Regions from separate parts of the Mus musculus genome. Here region 1 is linked to region 2. A link is a contact called in public promoter capture Hi-C data. All regions are on one chromosome and are shown on one strand. The core of a region is the stretch at or near the end of the contact, and the rest is flanking DNA. Distances in the headings are between cores, read along the strand shown. Region 1 overlaps Hdac4 (histone deacetylase 4). Region 2 overlaps Hdac4 (histone deacetylase 4).

Region 1 (7,171 bases), core at 1,739-4,238, 160 kb after region 2:
CTCTTCAGACTTAGCCAGTGCAGGCCTTCTGGGGGGACATCTCCATTAAATGTATACAGCTCTTCTGGGAGCTTCTATGATCTGCCTATTCCTTCACATGGCAAGAATCACTCCATTCCCAAGGTGCCGGCAACCCCTAAATGCCAATCTCTGCCTGCTTGGCCTGGAAGCCCCACACATGTAGAGAGTTTGACTAGACTTATCTGAGCCCAAAGCACCCAGAGTTCTGCTGTCCACAGAGAAGCGTGTGTGGGCGATGAATTCCAGTTCCTGGCTGGCCTTTGAAGCACTGTGCTACCCCAACTGAGGCAGTTATTTGATGTCAGGCAATACTGGTTTTCTCACCCACACAATGGAACGGTGGCATTCTAGCTCACTTCCCAAGGTCATCATGCCTTACAAATGTAATGACTGGAAAGCACAATTCAGAACGAACTTGCTATTCATTCTGGTCCCTCAAAAGCACAGCGGTGTTTGACTTGGAGTAAGCAAGTAATCAATGTTGATTTATGATCACTATAAGTTTTAAACACCTATGGTTAAACAGACCCAGTTCTTTAGCTGGAGCAGCTTTGGGCCTTGCACAGACCAGCTCTGGAGGCGGTATGCATCTGCACACCTGTCCACATACGACCTGCCCCCACTGCCAGGCACTGCAATTATGGCCTTTCTGTTCCAGCACCAAGCTGTGCTCAATGGTTCCTAATGATTCGAGTATTGAGTTTTCTGTGTCAAATACATACCAGGAGTTCATTCTTAAATTTCAATATCATTAATCATCTAACATTCAGCATCTCAGAACTCAGAAATTTGCATTTCTACAATGGGGGCTTTGAAAGAAGGACACAAATGCAAATGCTCCCCAAACTGTGTAAGAATTTTCAGAAAATTGCCAAAACAAACCATCAGCACACCATTGACAGTGAATATTCTGAGCTCTTCCCAGTGACAGAGTATTCGTGATTTTTAAAAGACAAAACACAATTTGAAGATTGAAAAAAAGAAAGGTTGAAAAATAAGTCCTTATGTCTACATGATTTCCAGAACAAATCTTGACTGATTAAGATTTCAGATAATCACGGCATGGAGAAGCCAGGGTGGTGACAACTTGAGAGCTGCGCATGCTAGTGGGGTGGTGGCTGGGAAGATGCCAGCAAGATGCGTGTGCTAGGAGCTGGGCAGGAGGCAGCACGAAGCACAGGAAGCAAGCATTCTGGAAGCCTTTCCTTCAGAAAGCAGACTGAAGCACTCCCAGGCTTAACACACCCCCACCCAACTCTGTCCCACTGTCTGAGGTATCTCATGTCCTTTTCCAGAGAACTTGATGTATGCTCAAAAGAAACGCTCACTTCTCCATGACCTTGGCCAGCTCAGTCTCGCTCCCCACTGTCTAAAAGTTCAGAGTGGCTACCTCCTGGTGTCCCCTTCTGTTCCCTCCCTGATCTGCATGAAGCTGCTCCTCTCTGGCTGACTATGCTACACAAGGCTATCTATCTCCTTACTGACACTCCTAGGCCTCCTGTTGGCTGGCTAGCCCTAACTGCCTACATACCTGTCTGACATCACTATGGTCTACAGTGGTCTCTTACACCAGGCCTCACTCAGACTTTGCAAGTCACTTGCTACCAGCTGCCCAGAATCTACATCTGTATGCACCACAGCCCACAAAATTCATTCCCTATCCTACTGGGCAAGTATCCCTGAAACATATACATTGCAGAGCACAATGTAAAAGTTATAAAAACATTCTTTTATGATATAATTTCATTACCATTTAATATCTTCATTACTATATAATAACCTTGGCAACCAAACTGGTTAAAATAAATAAGACTCAAGACCATACAAGTAAGGGTAGGACCAGACATGCAACTTTAATCCCAGCACTCAGAGGAAAGAAGTAGGCAGATCCTAGTGAATTCAAGGCCAGTCAGAACTTCAGAGAGAGACTCTGTGGGGGTTGGGGGGAAGGGGGAAGGACTTAAAGCACAGAGCTGGAGGATCTCAGCTCAGCCTAGGCCAAGGGGCAGAAGGCCTCTTCCTGGAGACTCAGAGAACAACCCACGATGTTTCAAACATACAGAATATTATTAAACCAGAGAATGACCCAAATTAAAGCACTGATCTTGGATTCCACAGGCTTCCCTCAACATGGTTACTTTATTTGTAACCCGACACTAGCCAGGCCTCTCACTGAGATCCAGCGATAGAAGAACAGAAAGAAAGAAAGAAGGATCCTGGCTCTGATGGGCTTCCTACCTAAGGCCGTCAGCTAAGGCGGCACAAATGCCTCCTTGAGGATATCTACTTTCTCTAAGCAGAGACCTTCCCCAAGAAGTTCAAATACACTGATGATCAGTGTCGTGTCAGATGAGTGAGTGATCAGGTGACAGGACCAGGGTCTCATGGTAGCCAGCCGGTTACCAGTATCTAGATGCACTATAACACCAAGTAAGACAGCAATTACTGGGAGGGAAAAGGGACAGGGAAGAAAGAAAGGCTGCTCATTCTCCCAGCAGCCCCATCTGTCCTCCCACTGCTATTTCCAGGGGACCTGCCGCACAGGCAGAGGTCTAAGAGCTGAGCTCACCACAGCCTGCCTGGGCACATCTCAACAGTGAGGGCTTCAGTGCAGGATGAGACCAGCAGCACCATTCAGAGCCTCTTTCCACAGAGTCCTCACAAGCTGAACCAACCCAAGCCCTTTCCTCGGGCTGCTCACAGTACTGGAAACAGTTATTTAGAGCAATAAATCCCAACAGTTAGGAGGCTTTTACGTCAGAGAGCCAGGGCCTGGCTCTAGCAAAGTCCAGAAAGAAGAGCAATAAAATCATAACGCAAGCCTCACCCAGCACCACAGGGAGTTTAAAGGAAAACAGAGGAGAGAGGAGTTATACACAGCAAATAAAAAGGCCACTTCATCACCAGGGCAAAGCCAAGCTGCCCTGCCAATGTGAGAGGACCCAAAGGCCACAGAGCTCCACCAGGGCCTGATGTGCCACCAGCGCTGCGCCAGGCCACACAGGAGCAGGCAAGAGTGAGCCAGGCAGGCTAGGGCATGGGGCCAGAGGGAAGACACTGGGGTCACAGAGGAAGGAAGACAGGGAACTACAACTTAGTGACAAGGACCAGCATGACTATCCTGGTTCCTTAGCTTTGTCCCAACATAGTCTGAAGTTTCCTGTTCCAGACAGCAAGCTGAAGGTTGGGAGTTCTGTGGAAGATGCTTTAATTAACCTGTGCAAGACTTCAGGCTCAAATTCCCAATATTAAAACTCCCCTTTATTATAAATCAATGAATTAGTTAATTGACTACTCATTCTCTTCCTGAAATCCACTAAATTCAAAATATAAATAAACTGTGGAAGGATTCAAAGCATTCAAAGCAATGTCTAACAATAGAGAAAGCCCAGAGGACTCATCTGAAACCACAGGGCCATCAAGCAAGTCTAAATGTCACCAGTAAGGACCTATGGCCTAGGCACACAGCCAGCTTCCCTCTTGGTCATTCAGAGCTGTGGTAAGCCATGTGGAAGGCACCTGTTATATGGTTCTAGAATACAATCTGTAGAAGACCAGAGGGCTGGAAAGGCAGGAGTCTCAGCAAGCTCCAGGCCCTGAACAACAGCCCAGTCACAGTTAATGCAAGCATTCTGAGGAAAAGAATGATCTCGGCACAAGGCAGCTCTATCTGACCTGCTGCAAGAAGACACAGAGGCACACAACCTGGCATGAGGGAAAGAGCCACCCAGAAGCTCAAAGACAAACAAGCAGAGGGGCTGGGGGTGCAGCTCAGTGGTAGAGCATTTGTCTGGTAGGCAAGGAACCCCAAGTCTAGTACTCAACAAAGGAAAGAAAGAGGGAAGGTAGGGAGGGAGAGACAGACAGAAAAAAAGAGAGTCAGACAGACAGAAAGAAGTGAACAATAATGAGTAAAATTTCCCACATGAAGGGCAAAGACTCTGGGGAGAAAAGTCAGAATCCAGCTGTCCCCATTTATGAGGATAAGGCTTGAAGAGGATGGCTGGGGAAACTCACAGATAAGTAGACAGGACAAGACCCACTAGCCAGAAACAGGCAAGTGTTTTACAGAACAAAATAAACAATGTACTCTGGTGAGAGACCTCATTAACCAAAAGAATAGCCATTAATTTTTAATTAAGCACTGGAGGGAAACATTAAAATATATAGAGAAAATGATTAATAATATTAAAAGACTATACCAATTATAACTACAATAGAAAATTTAACTTTTCTCAGAAATCAAGCAAAGGATAGAGGCCATCCTGGCATAAAAACGTAATTGAGTTAATAGATATGTAACATGTAGAGAGAAGGTACAGATATTCTTGAACAGAACTAGGTCACGCGTATGTGAGATTTTTAAATACAGTACTAAGATATACTTCTTCAGACCAACAACTTAAGAGCATGCTTTTCCTGAAATGCTTAGGGACTGTTTACAAGATCCGATTGCATCTGTGTCAGGTCACAGAGTATGTGCACCACTTAAACAGCAAAGAGAACATAGTCATTTTCTCCAGCATGCTAGCTGAAATAAAACAGTTTCTGCCCAGTGCCAACGTGGTAAAAAGGTAGGAAACTACGCCTCCCTACACACTGCAATTACGAAGTTCAGTTAGACACATTCTGAAACAATTCATAGTCACCCAAGAGACATTTTAAACCTGTGTGTCTGCTGGCCCAGCTTTAGCTTCTCAGAAATTAGCAGAAGTGGGGATACTTGTAGTACAGTTCATAATATATTCACAGTAATTGTGTAATGTCACCTTGGATGTGGGCACATGTATCTCTCTGCATGTTCACACAGGGAATACACACCTCCATCTCACTGCAGAGCAGGAGGCATACCTTCATATGAGTATCTACTTTACATTTCAGTCTATACAGCTTAAATTTTTCCTGCAATCAACCAAAAACCATTTCTTTACAACAATCAATACATGAACAACTGAATCAATAAAACCTTCCTACCTAAATAAAACCTAGATCTCTGCCCTCTGAAGCTCTCAGATAAAGCAATGATGCCCAGAAAAGTATGTGCTACCACTATGTTTCAGGCAGTCCTGGAGTGAACGGCCTAGACCCTAAGCCTCTGCCTCTATCCAGTAGAACAGGCTCAGAGGCAGCTGACAAAGCCTCAAGCATCCATCCAAGCATCTATCCAGCCTCCTGTGTGTACTCAGGACAGTTCCTACACCTCAAGTCCTAGAGACTAAAAATGCACCAGAAGTAGCCAAAAACAGCCAAACCTTCTCCAGGAGACCCACACCTTAAGGTGGGCCAGACAGGGCCCTCTATATTTAACCTGGTTCATGCTTTGCTACTTTCTAAGGCCAAGTCCCATATGTATTTCCCTTTTAAAGGCCCAAGCATGCAGTTTCTAATCCTGTTCTGGCTCTGTGACCTTGGATGAATCTTTTGTCCCAGCAGTTCCAAATGGGCTGTTGAGAAGCAGAAAGACTTGTGAAATGCTTAATATGGCTCCAAAGAAAGCAAACGAAGGACACTGGAAAGGCTGTGCAGAACCAAGGTTTCATCCCAGCCAGGGTCAGCACAGCAGCTCTGTTCCTCACTTACCCTGACAGGAACCTCACTCTGCAAGTTACCTGTGGTATTTACCCATCACCTACTCAAAATTCTTTTTCCTGGCATCAAGGAAACTCCCTGCCACTGGAGTGGGCAGACAAAGCCAGGGCATCCTCTGAACCCCTGGGAGGTCTATATCAGTCCTTTGAACCAGAAGACAAGAATCCAGTTTCTGAGCACCTGCTGATGCTGCAAACCCACAGCAACTGCCACAGGAAAGCAAAATCTGAAAGGGAACAAGCAGGCTGGAGGGACAGTAGCACACATCTGTAAAAAAGAATGCTAGTGACAGAAGTTGCAGGCCTTACCTGGATGGCTTTGGGAGCTCATTGCTAGCAGCGTCAGTGCCTTAAGTTCAAAATGGCTCAAGATGTCCAGGTAAACAGTGGCTCCAACACACTCCAAATTTCCACCAGCACATGCAGGAACAAAATTGAGGAGGCCCGGGTCCCAGCTGCGTAAACTTGAAGTCTCACTGGCAGCGTCTTGTAAACCAAGTAATCCACGAGAAGAGCAAACGTTGTCACCTGGCCTTGCAGAGATGAACCTGCATGGTCAGAGAAGAAAGGAGCCCTCAGTTGGGATGTGAACACCACTACCTAACTAAGGAAATAGGCTCTGGTTTTCACTCTTCTCTTTCTTTACAAACCCAGGGACTGGAAAAAGCAATTCATACTAAGCCATTTTGATCAACATGAACCACTGTGGTTTGTTGCATGTCATGTGAGGAAAAAACAAAACAAAGCTGGTTAACTCTCTTCACCGCTGCACTGCTGACATCATAGACTAGTTACCTAGTGGCTGGGCTATAAAGGCAGTGCACTCATGACAAGATAAGCCAGCAGTATCCCTGACCTCTGCCCAATAAGATGCTAGTAGCACCCCCCATCATGATAGCCAGAAATGTCTCAGGGTGTGGGGAGCCAAAATCAACCTCAGTTAAAAGTCTGACTTAGAGATATCAACCACCCTTCCAGAAACTTCCCCATCATCAGCTTTTGGGAGGAAGTAGTATAGGAGAATCCTGCCAGTGACACAGAGATGTTTCAAGCTGCACTATTTTGTGAAATACACAGAAAAAATACCACTGTCCTGCCTCACCTTTTCATTGAGAAGCACCCACACAGCTGCCAGCATAAAATTTAGTTCAAATTCTGCTCTCCCACTTGAGTGTCATAAATCATCACCCATGTGCCCATCTTTTATAACTACACTTTTCCAGGTTTTTAAGGAATGCATAGCCATGCAGAAGATCTGAAAGCTATCTGGGGTAGCCCCTCCCAAGAGGCAGGTGCCTGGCAACATTCAAATGCAGATCTCCTGTAGTCCTTATCTAGCTCTGCATTTTGCCCATAGAACCACTGCCCAACCACAGCAGCCGCTCTTGAAGGTCACTCCACATCACTTAGTAAATCCTTTGGAAGATTCCCTGACCTACACAAGGTTTGGGAAGGCTGCAGGTGTCAAGGAACCATCAAAAGCCCTGGTGATACAAGACCCATGGAGTGAATAGGTTCTCCAGATTTTCTACAACCCAGTAACTTCAGACAAGCCAATGAAT
Region 2 (6,220 bases), core at 2,564-5,063:
CGGCAGGGCCAGTGGCAGGAAGTCCCAAGGTGATGTTGGGTAAGGATGGTGACGTGTAGAGAGGAAGTGGGGCGACTGAGCCTTCTCGAGTCACAAGTCTGTGTGCCAAGCTCGTCTGTAGACAGAAGACATTGTGACCGTCAGAGTCTACTACAGACATTCCAATACAAGCAGCATACCCAGGGCTGCAAGGGCACTTACAGCATGAGGTGCTGATGTGTGGTTGCCTGGTGCAAAACAAACTGTGCAGACTGTGGCCTCCAGTGCAGGGAAGACCACAGCATGCCACCGGAACTGAATCAGGGCTCCCATTCCTGAGTTTTCCCCTCTTAATGGGCTCCTGCTACCTTGTTTGTTTTTATTCAATCTGCCTACTTACCATAAAGCTATGGGTAGGATATTTAGAACAACACATCTTAAAATATTTTTGTAGTTAGAAGTTTTTCAAGAATGACATCAAAAGCAGAAAGCAAGGAGAAAGTTAATGGTGAGGAGGAAAAACCCTGTTCTTATAAAGGTAGATGATGACAGGAATCTGCAATGCGCAGGAAAAACAAAGACTGGAATATAAAGAACTTGTCAATCATAGACCAATTAACATGAGAGCAGAACTCAATAAAGACAATGACAAAAGCACCCATTTTAAGGGAAATGAAAAAATGCTCAACTTTTATCAGTGACTGAAAAACATATTTACCAAGTCATCAAACTGACAGATTTTGTAAAAGCTCAGAAAAGCTGAACCAAGTGGTCATGGGATTATAAACTGCTGTCCTTTTTTGCAGATTGATTTCGCAGTCTGTGTTTGGAAGCCTTAAAAGCTGTGTTGCTCTTGACTGTGAGGCTCCACTCTGAATGCAGTGGGAAGAAACAGCCCTAAGAAAATGGCTCCCAAGCACATGAAGTCAGCCACAGGGTCATTTAAGCAGTCTGATGGCAGCAGAGTATGTGGCTTCCACCTTGCTGCAAGTCATAGCTAAAAGAACACAGGGACTTGTACATATCAACACACAGAGGTCAGGGACTGCCCTGATAATCATGCTAGCCGTTATTTCTGTTTATTAGAGGTTATTATTCTGTCATTACTGGTGTTACTTCTAAGGTCAGTGTTAGAGGTACATTTAGGGTAGGTTTGTCACTAGAGTTAGTGTTCTTCTTGGGGTTGGAGCAGAGGTTAGGCTTAGGGTTACTATTGGTGGCAGAGCTAGGGTTAGGATTAGGTTACAGCTTGGTATAAAATTAGTGCAGGAGCTTCCTGGGAGTGTTGGGGTTCCTCAGTGAGCCTGGGCCAGTGGTCAGACATTGCATACTCTGCAGGAGTGTGAGCATGTGCAGTTTGTAATAAGAGGTGTGTTAACTACCAGCACTTCAGGCTTTTGGGACACTGCTGGGGTTCCCCAGGGACACTACCATGAATAGCTAACACATGAGCAGCCCTCAGGCACAAGTTCATCCAATTCTAGAATGTGAAATTCAAAAGGTATGTCCACATGTGACCCAGGACTCAAACACCAGCTCTGCCTGTGACAATGACTGTCTGAGAAATGCCAGCAACCTTACTGGTCTTGGGGACGCTCTGGATGCTTTATTGATTTGTGGCAGCTCAATTTGCATATTTGGGCTTTATAAAGATGAGCACACAACTTAGAACCACAAAAGTGATGCTCCACCCAAACAAGGAGCTGTTATACATCTAAATGCCCACATCACAGATTTATCTGGGCCCATGACCAACAAGAGGGAAGCACAGTTAACATCCTAGGGCAGGAAACAGTTTTCTGGTTGTACGCTGAGGCTAATTACAGGTAGGTTTCAGCTATAAAAGCTTAGTCCTGCAGAAGGGCTGTTAAAACTTGTAACAACCTAAGAAAGTGCTAAGTTGGAAGGTTAAAGAACACCAATGATGAGAAAAATATAAGTATAAAGTAAAAGGAACCAAGCACAATGGAGTGAACGTCACTTCTTGCAGTGACCCTCATTTCTAACTTTCCAGACATAAAGGGGTTAGAAACCTGACACGAAGAAAGCACTGTGCCTGTGTATCTTCACCTGAGCCTATCAGCTCTTTGGAAGGGCAAGACTCATTTCTCAATGCTAAAGAAGGAACTCAGTCACTGTTACTAATCACAGGTTCCTGAAAGCTGACAGACAGCAGCTCCCAAGAAGTTTCCTGCTCACTGCGCTCACACACAACAGATAACAATACTGGCTCAACCCAAGGAGCTGTTTCTGGGTGTTCTCCCACATCCTGGCCTGTAGCAGCAACACCATTGGGGCAGTCTGAGTTCTCCTGTGTTTCCTTCACAGCCTGGTCAGAGCTCATCTTCCCTATCTACAGGGGAACTTGGAGAGCAGCCTCCTCTGCTGCTGCTGCTGCTGCTGCATCCTGGGCCAGGCATGTTGCTCGGGGAAGTATGTAGTGAGTGTGATGGGACCATGTTCTGGAGTCATGTTGGACCTGTCTTCTCTTTTCTGCTCCTTTCTCCCACATTAGTGTCCACCAGTAACATTCACTTCCCTAACCCTTGATTCTTGGCTGTTATAATCTGTGTATCTCTCAAATGTCCTTTTCACTCCACAACCGCTCTCACATGGCTGTTGCTTGCCCCATGTGCCTTAACGCACAGTGTGTATGATGACATCTGCTTCTGTGACACACTTGGAGAAAGAGCAAGAAAAAGGCAGATTGGGAGCTCCCAAATATTATGGGATCTGAGGTCCTCATGTTTCAGAGGACCATGATGAGGACAATAGGGAATGACACATGGAAGGCCCTTCCCAGAGTACTCCTATGTTTTGGTCTTCACTGGACTGTCAGGCACAAGGCAGGTACAAGGCAGGTATGTGGGGTGCTTGGCCTATATGAGTCTGTGCTGACCCACCTCAGCTGGAGCGCTGGGCACAGTGGGTGCGATGCCATTCTCAGTGCTGACGTTGCCAGAGCTGCTATTTGGAGAGCTGGGACCGGAGCCAGGGGCGCTGCTGCATGCGGAGTCTGTAGATGAGAGAAAGCAGTTGAGGATGGGCATTGGGTAGACTCAGAGAGCCCTACTGCCTCCCGGGGTTTCTGCCTGCTAGCCTGATACCAGTGTTTCAACGCAGGGATGCTAACACCATGCCCTCAGTCTCAGCTTTGCTGCTAACCTCCCATGAGCCTCCCAGTGATGAAGCTCTGTGGATGCACGGTTGATCCTTTCAGGGTGTGCATGTTACCTGTTCACAGTTCTTTTCCATTTCAAGATAGTTTGAAATATCATAAAGGTAAGCTCTTAAACACTTATTTATATTTGAACAAAAGACAAGTGAATACAAAGGCCCAGTGGGTTTTGGTTTTTGTTTTTTTTTTTAGCTTCGAAAGGTCAAATTCATTGTGTCTGTAAAAACAAGTTTGAACTCAAGCAACCTACGGAAACTGCTCAGTTTACATGCAACCCACTTACTTTACTATGAACAAAGTAGCATTCAGGAAACAGGCAGTGGCTTCTGCAGCTTACAAATGTGATTTGAAATATTAACATTTGAATGTGTTGGGCTTGACCCTGATTGGTGGGCTGGGCACACAGTTCCTTACACCCATGGGCTGGCTGCAGCTATCTCCTATCACAACAGCCTGGGTAGCGCCTCTCTATGTTCAGGGGCAGATGCTGAGCTTTTGAAGTCTGGCTCAGGGGCATTTTGACAATGGCATTATCTGGTTAACACTTCACAAACACACACATTAACTACTTTCCTGAAACAGTCCAGGTAGTAGCAATAGCACTCTGAGATCAAACTCTAGCCCTAGCCCTGGACACAGCAGGCCACTGAAGGGGTTCAAGGACACCCTTGCTTAACAGAGCACAGCCACTCATGCACCCAGCTAACAGGGCTCCTCAGCTGCAGAGCTGATTCAGAACACTGTCTGTAAGTATAGCCCTGCAAGACAGAGGATGGGAAGATGGAGGACTGGAGCAAACAAGCTTGCAGCCCTTCAGAGAGCGCAGAAGCTTGCCTCTATGAGTTGTGATGAGACATCATTTCACAGCACTCACTGACCAGGAAGCTGTGCCCAGGGCATCGCCTGCCCTGCACAGAAGTACGCCAAGGCAAAGACAACCTGACATCTATCTTGGCAGACGAAGAAGGCTTGGTCCTCTGTGGACTGCGTCACTTACCAGTCCCCTGAGGCCACTTCTCATTCTCTAGTAGCTGCCTACACCCTACCTCTCCACTCTAGAAGCCTGTAAACAATGCTTGCACATACCCTGCCAGACACTGACCATGAGCACAGGATCCATCCCTCTCTTCCAAATGCCAACCAGGTTACTACACAGGTGAAATTGTATTTCCCTGAATTTTGCCAGAGGGGAGCTCCAGATCCTACTGGAGTGAAGAGGCATTTCCATTTTACTTCTGTACACATGTACTTTGCTCAGAGTCCACGCTCTGCTCTTGAAGTCACACTGCCAACAGCAGCTACCATGCCCTACCTTGGACTATGCTCTCTTCTGCTGCAGCCTGTCTTTGCACAGCAGAACCAAGCAAGTCCTCCTTAGACACAAACTCCTGCTAAGTATGCAGATAAACATTCTTACCTACATGCTGCTCTGTAGGGCAAGAAAAATGTGGGTATGATTTATAGTTTTTCACTTTAAACAAACTATATTTTAGATTCATTCTGTTTCTAGGAATCCGGTCTATGGAAATGCACACAATCATGGCCTTCTGTTATTTGCATTAGCAAAAGAGGATGTCAGAAAGTACCTGCAACAGTTATTTTGGTTTTTCTTTTGTTTTGTTTTGTTTTTTGGTTTTTTGAGACAGGGTTTTTCTGTGTAGCCCTGGCTGTCCTGGAACTCTGTAGACCAGGCTGGCCTTGAACTCAGAAATCCTCCTGCCTCTGCCTCCCGAGTGCTAGGGTTAAAGGCGTGCGCCTGAGGAAGATAGGCGGTTGTACAGTAGGAGGCCCATCCTCAACTGTGGTGTGAACACATCACATACTGGTAAGGATGACAGGAAGCAGACTGAGTGTGAACCTTGATTCCATGTGGCACAGGTTCTTCTTCATGCTCTTCAGCCAGCATGAACTTCATCCCAGCTGGGAAGAGTGGTATGCTAACCTGCCGTGGCCCCTGGCCCTCCACGCAGGGTGCAGGCCTTTTCTGCTCAAGGATCTTTGCTGCTCCCTTGCTCTTCTTGGAGCAACCCTAGCTAGAGTCCCTTTCTCTCTGCTGCCTGAAAACAGCTCTATCTGAAGCGCCATTCTGTCACAAGTGTCCAGGTGGCTACAGTGACCTGAGTAGCACAGTCTGGCTCCCAATTTCACTTATCCATCAAGCTGTAGCTCCGAGGCCACCTTCTCCACAAGTTTACAGAGCAGACAAGTGATTCTAATACACTTCAAGCCTGCCCAAGGCTTTCATGAAGACTCCCACCTAACATAGTCAGCCCTGACCCGCACTACCATGCTGACCCCTCAGGCCATCTCCCTTGGGTCATGCTTTACTCAGAAAGCAGAGGGCAGGCACCTTCTTCTCACATGACTCTCAATGGGAATGAAGAAACAGCAGTCATTGGGGGTGTGTGGCACTCAGAGGAGCCTGACAGAGACTCTGTCTTATGAATGATCTTGCCAGTGAGAGTGCATAACCTAGGTATAAGCAAGGAGTGGCTCACACCAGGTACTGCCACAGGCAGCCAGGCTGCACAGCAGTGTGAGCAGCTTCTACTCACATGCCCCTAAAATTCCCAACTAAATTCCCAGTGATGGAGAGTGAGTATGGATTGTAATGCTTCTTGGGTTTCCCTAGATGTTTCTAATAGTACAAGCAGAGGACAGATTAAAACCATGATAAACATGAGTTCTAAGGGTACCAATGCTTCTTTGTGTTTTTTAGGTAAGGTGTCTCTAATAGAGTAAGCAGGAGAGAACTGCATGAAAAGGAAGGCTGTGATAAGCTACACAAGTGTCAGGATCTTCTTTGCACAGATCCAAGATCTACAAGCAAGTCCTTGAATGAGGAGGACTCACCGGCCCTGTGCCTAGAAGGCCGCAGAGCCCTCTGTCCTGAGGGCAGGTATATGAGACTTGGGTACTTGCTCTGAAGGACTTGGGCACAGGAGCCCTTTTGTTTTCCCCTGGACATCAGCACAGTCACTGAAACAGACTGGACCAACTAGACAGGTGCCACTTATAGACCAACAACCAGAACCGTGACCTTCCAACAGCATGTTCAAGGCT

The links. Capture Hi-C pulls out chosen DNA fragments and counts their contacts.
Region 1: a contact with region 2 is called in a promoter capture Hi-C map of liver. The contact joins two enhancer-like sites. A contact is called at or near these places in 6 of 39 promoter capture datasets (the 3T3-L1 cell line, 3T3-L1-derived adipocytes, liver and 2 more), 1 of 15 datasets of contacts at CTCF or cohesin (the NIH/3T3 cell line), 4 of 484 Hi-C or Micro-C datasets (bone marrow-derived macrophages, differentiating embryonic stem cells, liver and 1 more), 1 of 115 datasets of contacts at active chromatin or transcription factors (SST interneurons) and 4 of 9 other capture datasets (adipose tissue, embryonic stem cells, liver and 1 more).

Annotation. Positions count from the first base shown.
Region 1 is chr1:92,142,338-92,149,508 of GRCm38.p6, forward strand. It overlaps Hdac4 (histone deacetylase 4), which reads right to left. Exons shown (of 27, transcript NM_207225.2): 2 at 5,919-6,157. The coding sequence starts at 5,940. Among named protein-coding and RNA genes, the nearest start is that of Hdac4, 34 kb to the right of the region's middle. Within about 2 kb of position 2,989, at least 53 of the 459 cell types and tissues checked have an H3K27ac peak or open chromatin away from gene starts, as enhancers often do. A contact at or near this core is called in liver, where this site is marked.
Region 2 is chr1:91,984,663-91,990,882 of GRCm38.p6, forward strand. Hdac4 (histone deacetylase 4) reads right to left here. Exons shown (of 27, transcript NM_207225.2): 9 at 2,883-2,995; 10 at 1-115. Among named protein-coding and RNA genes, the nearest start is that of Gm46242, 110 kb to the left of the region's middle. Within about 2 kb of position 3,814, at least 20 of the 459 cell types and tissues checked have an H3K27ac peak or open chromatin away from gene starts, as enhancers often do. A contact at or near this core is called in liver, where this site is marked.